2 separate regions of the Ovis aries genome follow, and region 2 is linked to region 1. A link is a contact called in public Hi-C data. All regions are on one chromosome and are shown on one strand. The core of a region is the stretch at or near the end of the contact, and the rest is flanking DNA. Distances in the headings are between cores, read along the strand shown.

Evidence for each region. Hi-C and Micro-C count contacts between places; a contact is called where the count stands out from the background.
Region 2: a contact with region 1 is called in a Hi-C map of tail adipose tissue, with 3 times the contacts expected there. The contact joins two enhancer-like sites. A contact is called at or near these places in 4 of 16 Hi-C or Micro-C datasets (hypothalamus, muscle, omental adipose tissue and 1 more).

What each region holds. Positions count from the first base shown.
Region 1 is chr3:80,743,544-80,747,728 of ARS-UI_Ramb_v3.0, reverse strand. It overlaps THADA (THADA armadillo repeat containing), which reads right to left. Exons shown (of 38, transcript XM_060412225.1): 26 at 564-655. Among named protein-coding and RNA genes, the nearest start is that of THADA, 92 kb to the right of the region's middle. Within about 2 kb of position 1,923, at least 12 of the 54 cell types and tissues checked have an H3K27ac peak or open chromatin away from gene starts, as enhancers often do. A contact at or near this core is called in tail adipose tissue, where this site is marked.
Region 2 is chr3:81,316,911-81,321,095 of ARS-UI_Ramb_v3.0, reverse strand. No RefSeq gene overlaps it. Among named protein-coding and RNA genes, the nearest start is that of TRNAI-UAU, 31 kb to the left of the region's middle. Within about 2 kb of position 2,040, at least 13 of the 54 cell types and tissues checked have an H3K27ac peak or open chromatin away from gene starts, as enhancers often do. A contact at or near this core is called in tail adipose tissue, where this site is marked.

The sequences.
Region 1 (4,185 bases), core at 674-3,173:
AAAATCCTAAGAGAAAAACATCTTAGAGAGTAAACACAACACAGAAGACCTAAAAGTTGAAAGCACTGTTTATTCTGTGTGTCCAGCACCTTTAACTACTCCCCCTGGCTACAGGTTAATGCAGAAGTAACCTGGGACATGGCCTGATGAGTATACCATAGACATTTAAACTTCCAGTTACTATAAAAGCAAAGATATTGCACAAGCTAGTACTTGATGACACATTAAGAAAAAGCAATTTAGGACATTTCAGGAATACCTGAAGAAGATTAAATCAGAAGCAAAACAAAACAAAAACAACTTTAGCTGCTGCACTGAAAAACAAGCTCTACATTTCAGCCCTTGCTACCTCCAATATTTTTGTTGCTTTGAAAGGTCCACTTATTAAACAGTAGATATTTTTGCCTAGGGGCTTAACATTTGGCAGCATAGGTTCATTTACTATAGTATTTTTATAGTTTTATGCTCTAGATCAATCTATAAAAGTAAGCAAAATTCTAAAAATTATTTTTGGCCAGAATGATATTTTGTAAAAAATAAAGTTAGCATTAGATGAAGCTTACCTATTTTTTTTGGAAAGTTCATCCTTTCCCCTTTTAACTCCAAATATTCTTGTGATCAAGGTACTGAAGAGAAGCGTGGATGAATTTCTCACCTGTGTAAAAATACACAGTACAAGTTAAGAAATATTCATGGCATGAAACCAACATTTACAATGTTCAGACATTTACAATGTTCAAAACCATTACCCGATTGCCTAGTGTGTGGCTAAAGAAGATAGAGTTGTGTTCATAAAATAAGACAATTTTCAATAACTTTATAGCAATTACTTCATTACTATGAAGGACTTCCTCTTAAACTGAGCTCAACAATCCAACCACATGTACATAACACAGCTTTTTCCTGTACTTCTTTACAACCACCAACTGTTGCATTATCTCTTTGTACCTGTATCATCAAGTAACCATTTTTAAAAAAACAAAACCAATAAATTCATTTTTCTACATCATTTCTGATGAATATCCCAAGAAAGAGCTTAGCTCTTTCCTTTTATTTTCTACAATCATTTACCTATGAGAAAATACTTATCAGATCTAACTCAATGGATCCACATTATTAATATGGCCAATAAAATACTAATCTGCTTCCCAACCAATGTATCAAGACAGTTTCCTATGTCATAAAAATGTCTTGAGTATCAAGGCATATTGTGCTGTGCTTAGTTGCTCAGTAGTGTCTGACTCTTTGGGACTCCATGGACTGTAGCCCACCAGGCTTTCCTAACCATGGGGATTCTCCAGACAAGAATACTGGAGTGGGTTGCCATGCCCTCTTCCAAGGGACTTCCCAACCCAGGGATCAACCCAGGTCTCCTGCACTGCAGGCGGACTCCTTACCATCTGAGCCACCAGGGACATTGAAGGTGAAAGTCGGTCAGTCATGTCTGACTCAGACGTGTCTGACTCTTTATAGCAACCCCATCAACTATATAGTCCATGAAATTCTCCAGGCCAGAATACTGCAGTGGGTAGCCTTTTCCTTCTCCAGGGGATCTTCCCAGCCCAGGGATCGAATCCAGGCCTCCTGCATTGCAGGCAGATTCTTTACCAGCTGAGCCACAAGGGAAGCCCTATACCAGGGATATTGGGCTTCCTCAATTACCTTGCCAAATCTGAGTAGAGATGTATAAATATGTACTGACTTTCCTAAGTATGTAAGGCCGTATACTAGCACCATGGAGAATATCCAGAAATAGAAGACACACACTTACTGCTAACACAGAGCTCATATTCTAATTAGACAGGAGTTATACAGTGTGTTAAAATAGCAATGTAAGAAGAAAGGTAGCTGACAGTAACAATGTAGGATTTAGAAAACAGCTTCCCGAAACTACTGCAGTAAGGATCACACACTCAAACGCCCACAAAGGCAGTGAGTTACACAGGCGGCAGAGGACTGGGTCTAAGGCAGGCACTATTAAGCTGAAGCTGAAGCTAATGCCCTGAGGAAAATGTAAGCCCGGTGTTGCCAGATCTTCTGCTTTTTCAACAGAAGCCAGAAACCCTAAGTTTTATGTGAATTCTATTTTGAAATGTTGGCAATAAATTAAAGAAAAAAAAAAAAACCGTATTGCGGGAGCCAAATAAAACACAGTTGTGGGCCAGATTTGACATATCAGCCACCAGTGTGTAACCTCTCCTCCAGAAGCACATGACTGACTCAATTTATGTGCGGTAACTCTTGAAATGGACCACAGATACACCGGCACAATTCATACCTTAATTGCAATGAAACTCTAAAATTGGACAAGCTCACTTACATCCATTCCACAGTTAACAAACATTAATGAAATCCCTGATATCTCCAAACAAGTCACTCTGTCCTGGTACTCTACTGACATCCCCTCTGACCTAGCTCAGGTCTTACCTCTCACCTAGTCTATGGACTTGGTTCCCAAAGACTCCTTAGGTTGAAGATGACTTAGTAAAGTCATCCATGACCCTATCACCTTGAGATGGACAGGTACACACTGCTATATTTAAAAGTAACAACCAAAAAGGACCTACTGTGTAGCACAGGGGACTCTGCTCAATGTTATGCTGCAGCCTCGATGGGAAGGGAGTTTGGGGGAGAATAGATACATGTATATGCATGGCTGAGTCGCTCTGTTGTGCTCCTGAAACTACCACAAAATTGTTAGCAGGTTACACACCAATATAAAATTAAAAGTTGGTGGTTGTTTTTTTTAAAGAATCACACAAAAGCATAAAACGAAAAGAAAAATCAATACACAAACTTCATCTTGCCCTAAACCAAACTTTCTGACAAAGACTGCCAGAGGCAGTAAAGTTAAAACAGGACTGCCTGGAGAGGAAAGGGGAAGCCTGAGGAGGCACACTTTATCAAAACCATAGAGGACTGTTTTACAGACTGAATGAGGGCCTGCAGAAGGAAAACTCCCTTGTTTGATTCAACAGGCTGAAGGCAGGAGACACATAATGTCTTTGAGTAATGTTAAGATGGATCAGAAGGATTACCATCCTGATCCATTCACCATCAAGTTCCCTCATTAGTGGCCAATGACTATCATTAATTTTTCCAGTAGATACAGCAAATTAGTGGTGTTCTACCATTAATTAGTTACAGTTTTTAGAAAAACTACCATTAAAAAAAAAAAAAAAAGCTTTCCCTAGTGAGCTATTTGGTCATTCTGTTATCAGTTAATACAGAATTATTTCCATAAATTTACCAGTTTGCAGAATAATGAGTTCATGCCACAGTAATCTCCAAAGGTGACCAAAAGATAAACTTATAAGACATTTAAAAAATGATCCTTTTATTGAGATATAATTCATATATCATAAAATTCACTTATCTTAAAGGGTACTCTTCAGTAATTTTACTATATTCACAAAGTAGAAATGATCACCACTACTTAACTCCAGAACATTTTCATGACTCCAAAATGAAACTCTATATACATTAACAGTCATTTCCCGTCTTCCCACTCTAGGCAAGACTTTCTGTCCCTATGGATTTGCCTGTTCTGGACATCTCACACATTCCTCCAACCTTCTGTATGTGGCTTTCATTCTCAAGGCTCACCCGTGTTGTAGCATTTGTCAGTATGCCATTCCTTCTTATGACTGAATAATATTCCACTTTATGGATATACTACATTAAAAAAATCTGCTTATCATTTGATGAGCACTGGGTTGTTTCCACTTTTCGTCTATTATGGATAATGGTGCTATGAACACCCGTGTACAAGTTTATGTGTGAATGTGTTTTCACTTTTCTCGGGTATACACCAAGAAATGAACCTGCTGGGCCACGTGGTAACTTTATGTTAACCTTTTGAGAAACTGCCAAAGTGGCAGCATGATTTACGCTCTTACCAGCAGTATAAGAGGATTTCATTTTCACCAGTTCTCCAAATCTTCCACAATAATTGGTATTGTTCATCTTTTAAATTATAGCTATCCTACTGGATATGAAATGGACAGCTCACTAAGGTTTTGACTTGTATTTTCCTGATGCTTTTGACTTGTATTCCTGAATGCTGCTAAATCTTCCCATTTACTGAGGCCTTCTTTAATTTCTTTAAACAATGGTTTGTAAGTTTCATTGCACAAATAAATCTTTTACTTCTTTTGTTACACTATTCCTAAATATTTTATTTTT
Region 2 (4,185 bases), core at 791-3,290, 570 kb before region 1:
TGTCCCTGTGTCTGACTCTGTGACCCCATGGACTGCAGCGCGCCAGGCTTCCCTGTCTATCACCAGCTCCCAGAGTTTGCTCAAACTCATGTCCATCAAGTCAGTGATGCCATCCAACCATCTCATCCTCTGTCATCCCCTTCTCCTCCTGCCTTCAACCTTCCCCAGCATCAGGGTCTTTTTCCAAGGAGTCAGTTCTTTGCATCAATTCTTACTCATACCTCCAGGCAAGTAAGTACACCAGGTGCTTTCTAGAGAGCAGATTTTGCTTGGGACAGGTGAGGCATGTGAGGGTAGCAGGTTGGATAGGCAGGAACCATGGGAGAAGGAGAGATAACAGCTCATGTCAGCTCAAATGGCCTGTTTTGCCTTCTTTATGGGATCAGCTCCATGTGACTCTGAGGTGTTCAACTCAGAGGAGAGACCCCCAGGGCCCAAGGCAAGGGTATTACCAATGGGAGCCAAGGGAAGTCCTCATGGATAGACGAGTCTGTGCCACCTTCTGCTGACTTTGTCCTTGGATGGAGAGTGGCCCTGCCCTCATTTCACTTTCTCCCTGATTATGATGGGACCCACTAGAGTTGCATCCAAGAGGCATTTTCTTTGTAAATTCCTTACTTCAGTTCAGTTCAGCTGCTCAGTCATGTCTGACTCTTTGTGACCCCATGGACTGCAGCATGCCAGGCCTCCCTGTCCATCACCAACTCCCAGAGCTTACTGAAACTCATGTCCATGACTCGGTGATGCCATCCAACCATCTCATCCTCTGTCGTCCCCTTCTCCTCCTGCCTTCAATCTTTCCCAGCATCAGGGTCTTTTCAAATGAGTCAGTTCTTCACATCAGGTGGCCAAAGTATTGGAGCTTCAGCTTCAGCATCAGTCCTTCCAGTCAATATTCAGGACTGATTTCCTTTAGGATGGACTGGTTGGATCTTGCAGTCCAAGGGACTCTAAAGAGTCTTCTCCAACACCACAGTTCAAAAGCATCAATTTTTCAGTGCTCAGCTTTCTTTATGGTCCAACTCTCACATCCATACATGGCTACTGGAAAAACCATACCTTTGACTAGATGCACTTTTGTTGGCAAGGTAATGTCTCTGTTTTTTAATATGCTGTCTAGGTTGGTCATAGCTTTTCTTCCAAGGAGCAAGCATCTTTTAATTTCATGGCTGCAATCACCATCTGCAGTGATTTTGGAGCCCCCCAAAATAAAGTCTCTCACTGTTTCCATTGTTTCCCCATTTATTTGCCATGAAGTGATGGGACCAGATGCCATGATCTTAGTTTTCTGAATGTTGAGTTTTAAGCCAACTTTTTCACTCTCCTCTTTCACTTTCATCAAGAAGCTCTTCAGTTCTTCGCTTTCTGCCATAAGGGTGGTGTCATCTGTATATCTGAGGTTATTGATATTTCTCCTGGCAATCTTGATTCTAGCTTGTGCTTCATTCAGCCCAGCATTTCGCATGAGGTACTCTGCGTATAAGTTAAATAAGCAGAGTGACAATATACAGCCTTGAGGTACTCCTTTTCCTATTTGGAACCAGTCTGTTGTTCCATGTCCAGTTCTAACTGTTGTTTCTTGGCCTGCATACAGATTTCTCAGGAGGCAGGTCAGGTGGTCTGGTATTCCCATCCCTTTAAGAATTTTCCACAGTTGTGATCCACAGAGTCAAAGGCTTTGGCATAGTCAATAAAGCAGAAGTAGATGTTTTTCTGGAACTCTCTTGCTTTTTCGGTGATCCAGCAGATGTTGGCAATTTGATCTCTGGTTCCTCTGCCTTTTCTAAATCTTATTTTTTTTCTTATTTTACTTAATAAGGCAGTTGAAATAACATCCCCTGTTCCGTTCTATTCTGTGTAGAGGGAGGAAAGCAGAGCTGTTGTCTGCTGTGGCTGGACCTCGACCCTCCGTCTCTGGAGGCATTTAGGATGGAGCTGGCATCCCTCCCTGCCCCCCCTAGGGTGCAAGCACTGAGTCCAGGAGCTGGGACTATGGGAGGGAAGGTGCTCGTGACCCTTCCCCTGTCTTCCTGCTGGCTTTTACTCTGAGGACAGGGGAGAGGGCTGTTCCAGGCCTTGCTGGCAGCCAGGCCAGTGCTTGTGGTAGGCGTTGTTTATATGAATGCGCAAATGTTTATGTGAGATTGCCAACCGGTTCTTTATGAGTCTCTCAGCCCTTCCCCAATAAAAGCTGTTCCCTCAATGTTCTGACAGGCCCCGCATCTGTAACTAATGTGTCACTCGCTCAGCTAATGCAGTTCACTTGTGTTTATTTTTGCACAAAAGCAATTTATCCAGCCGCTCTGGGGAAAAAAAAAAAAAAAGCCCTGTAGGAGCCCTTCTTTGGAGCAAAATATTTTTCCTCAAAAGATATTCCAAATGCTCGCAAGGCAAGGCAGACTTCTGGTGTCTATGTCTGACTGTGTCTGTGGGTCTGTCCTGAGTGTGAGGGAGTGCAGGGCACGGGCGTGGACAAACGCTTTATCTCCAAGCATGTGGCTGCGTGTCTTTGTGCCCCTGTCTTGGACTGAGTGGCTCTGAGTGTTTACCTCTGAATCTGAGTTCTGCTGGGTGTGTTTGGGTTCCTTTTTGAAAAGGCCTTGGGGGTGGGGCTGGATCTAACTTTGCATTCCCTCTGGTGGAGATAAATCAAAGTTGGGAAAGTGAGTTGTTGGCAGTTAAGACGCCTGGAGGAGGAGGCTTGAGGAAGAAGGAGAGGGGGGCGAAGGTTAAAAGGGAGGATGACTGGCTTCAGGGCAAAAGGAACATTACCGCTTGCCGGCCGAGGACTCTTAACTATAAACTGTGGAGGAAGGCCCAGGCATCCCTTCCCGCGGCTGTAAATTTTATCATTCCCACTCTGTTTCCCTCCAGTATTGGCAGAAAGCCTTCAGCATGAAAAGGATGCTCTGCGGGCTTGTTTGGGGGCCGCTGTCAGGAATGAGGGAGCTTGAGAAGCCTTTGCCTGCTGCACGAGCAGGTCTCTGGGGAAAGGCGCCAACCAGTGGGGTGGGGAGGTTGGGAGGGCCATGTCTCCATGAGGGTGGGGGTCACCAGAGTGGGGGTCAGGGGCCCTCAGCACCACTGAGTGCTTGGGGTCTGCCAGAAGGAAAAAGAGGTGCTTTGGGCTGGGGAAGGACCTGGTGGACTCTGGTCCTCAATCTCCTCCCAGTGTTTGTCACTCTGACCTTGGTCAGCCAGTGAACCAGTCTGGGTTGGGCTGGAGAGTCCAGAAGACTCCATGTAGACCCCTCCCACCGCTGGGAAGTCTCCAGGATGCCCATGGCCAGTTGGCATGGAGGGGGTGGGCCTGATGGCAGATGCCTTTCATGTCATACCCAAGTGTCCCAGCAATAGTAATGGCGTATGAGGACAGTGGTTCCAAGACTGCCTGCCTGAAGAACCTTCTCACTCACCACCTGAAGCAGGTGTCTTCTCACCGCTCACACCAAATCTTGGCTGCCTTGTCCAGATCTGCAGGAAAATATTAGGTAAACAGTTTGGAGTTCTTCCCTCTTCAGTTTCCCTCCAGTAAGTCTTCATTAAATCTCTGGTGCCTGCCAAACGATAAGTCAGCTGATATTCACGTAAACATAGAGAAATGGACAACTGTGCTTTGCCCTAAGGCTTGTTTTTGCGAACCTGGGCTGTTCCAATGGTGATTTTGTTTGGCGTCCACGTCCTGGCTGTGAACTGGGGTGGTCAGGGGAAGCTGTCCATTTGTCTCATGGTTTCTCTGGCCAGGTGGCATTTGCGGTCATCCCTTTGTCTCCCTGTGACCTGAGCGAACTTGGCTTCAGGGCCTGCTCTTTGTCTTGGCCGGGGTGTGTGCACGGAGGAGGAAGGCGAGAAGCGGAAGGATGTCAGTTAGTCTGGACTCTGGTTTCCAGTAACTGAATTCAGATTGGATACACGTGAGGGCAGGACAGTGGGAAGACATCTGAAAAATCAGTGTTTCCCTTTTGAGCTCTGTCTCCGTGGAACGAATGTCCTGTTCTCAGAGCAGGCCTCCCTGCCCCATCCTCATGCCCTGTCTGTGTGTGTTCCCTCGGCTCCTGCCCTCAGACCCTCCGCTTCCTCCTGTTTCTCCTTCTGTCCCTCCTTCTGGTCACCCTGGGATTTGAAACTCCTTCTTGAGTTAAATTCACTCCTCAGCTGGTGGCGGCCCCTTAGTGGCGAGCAAGC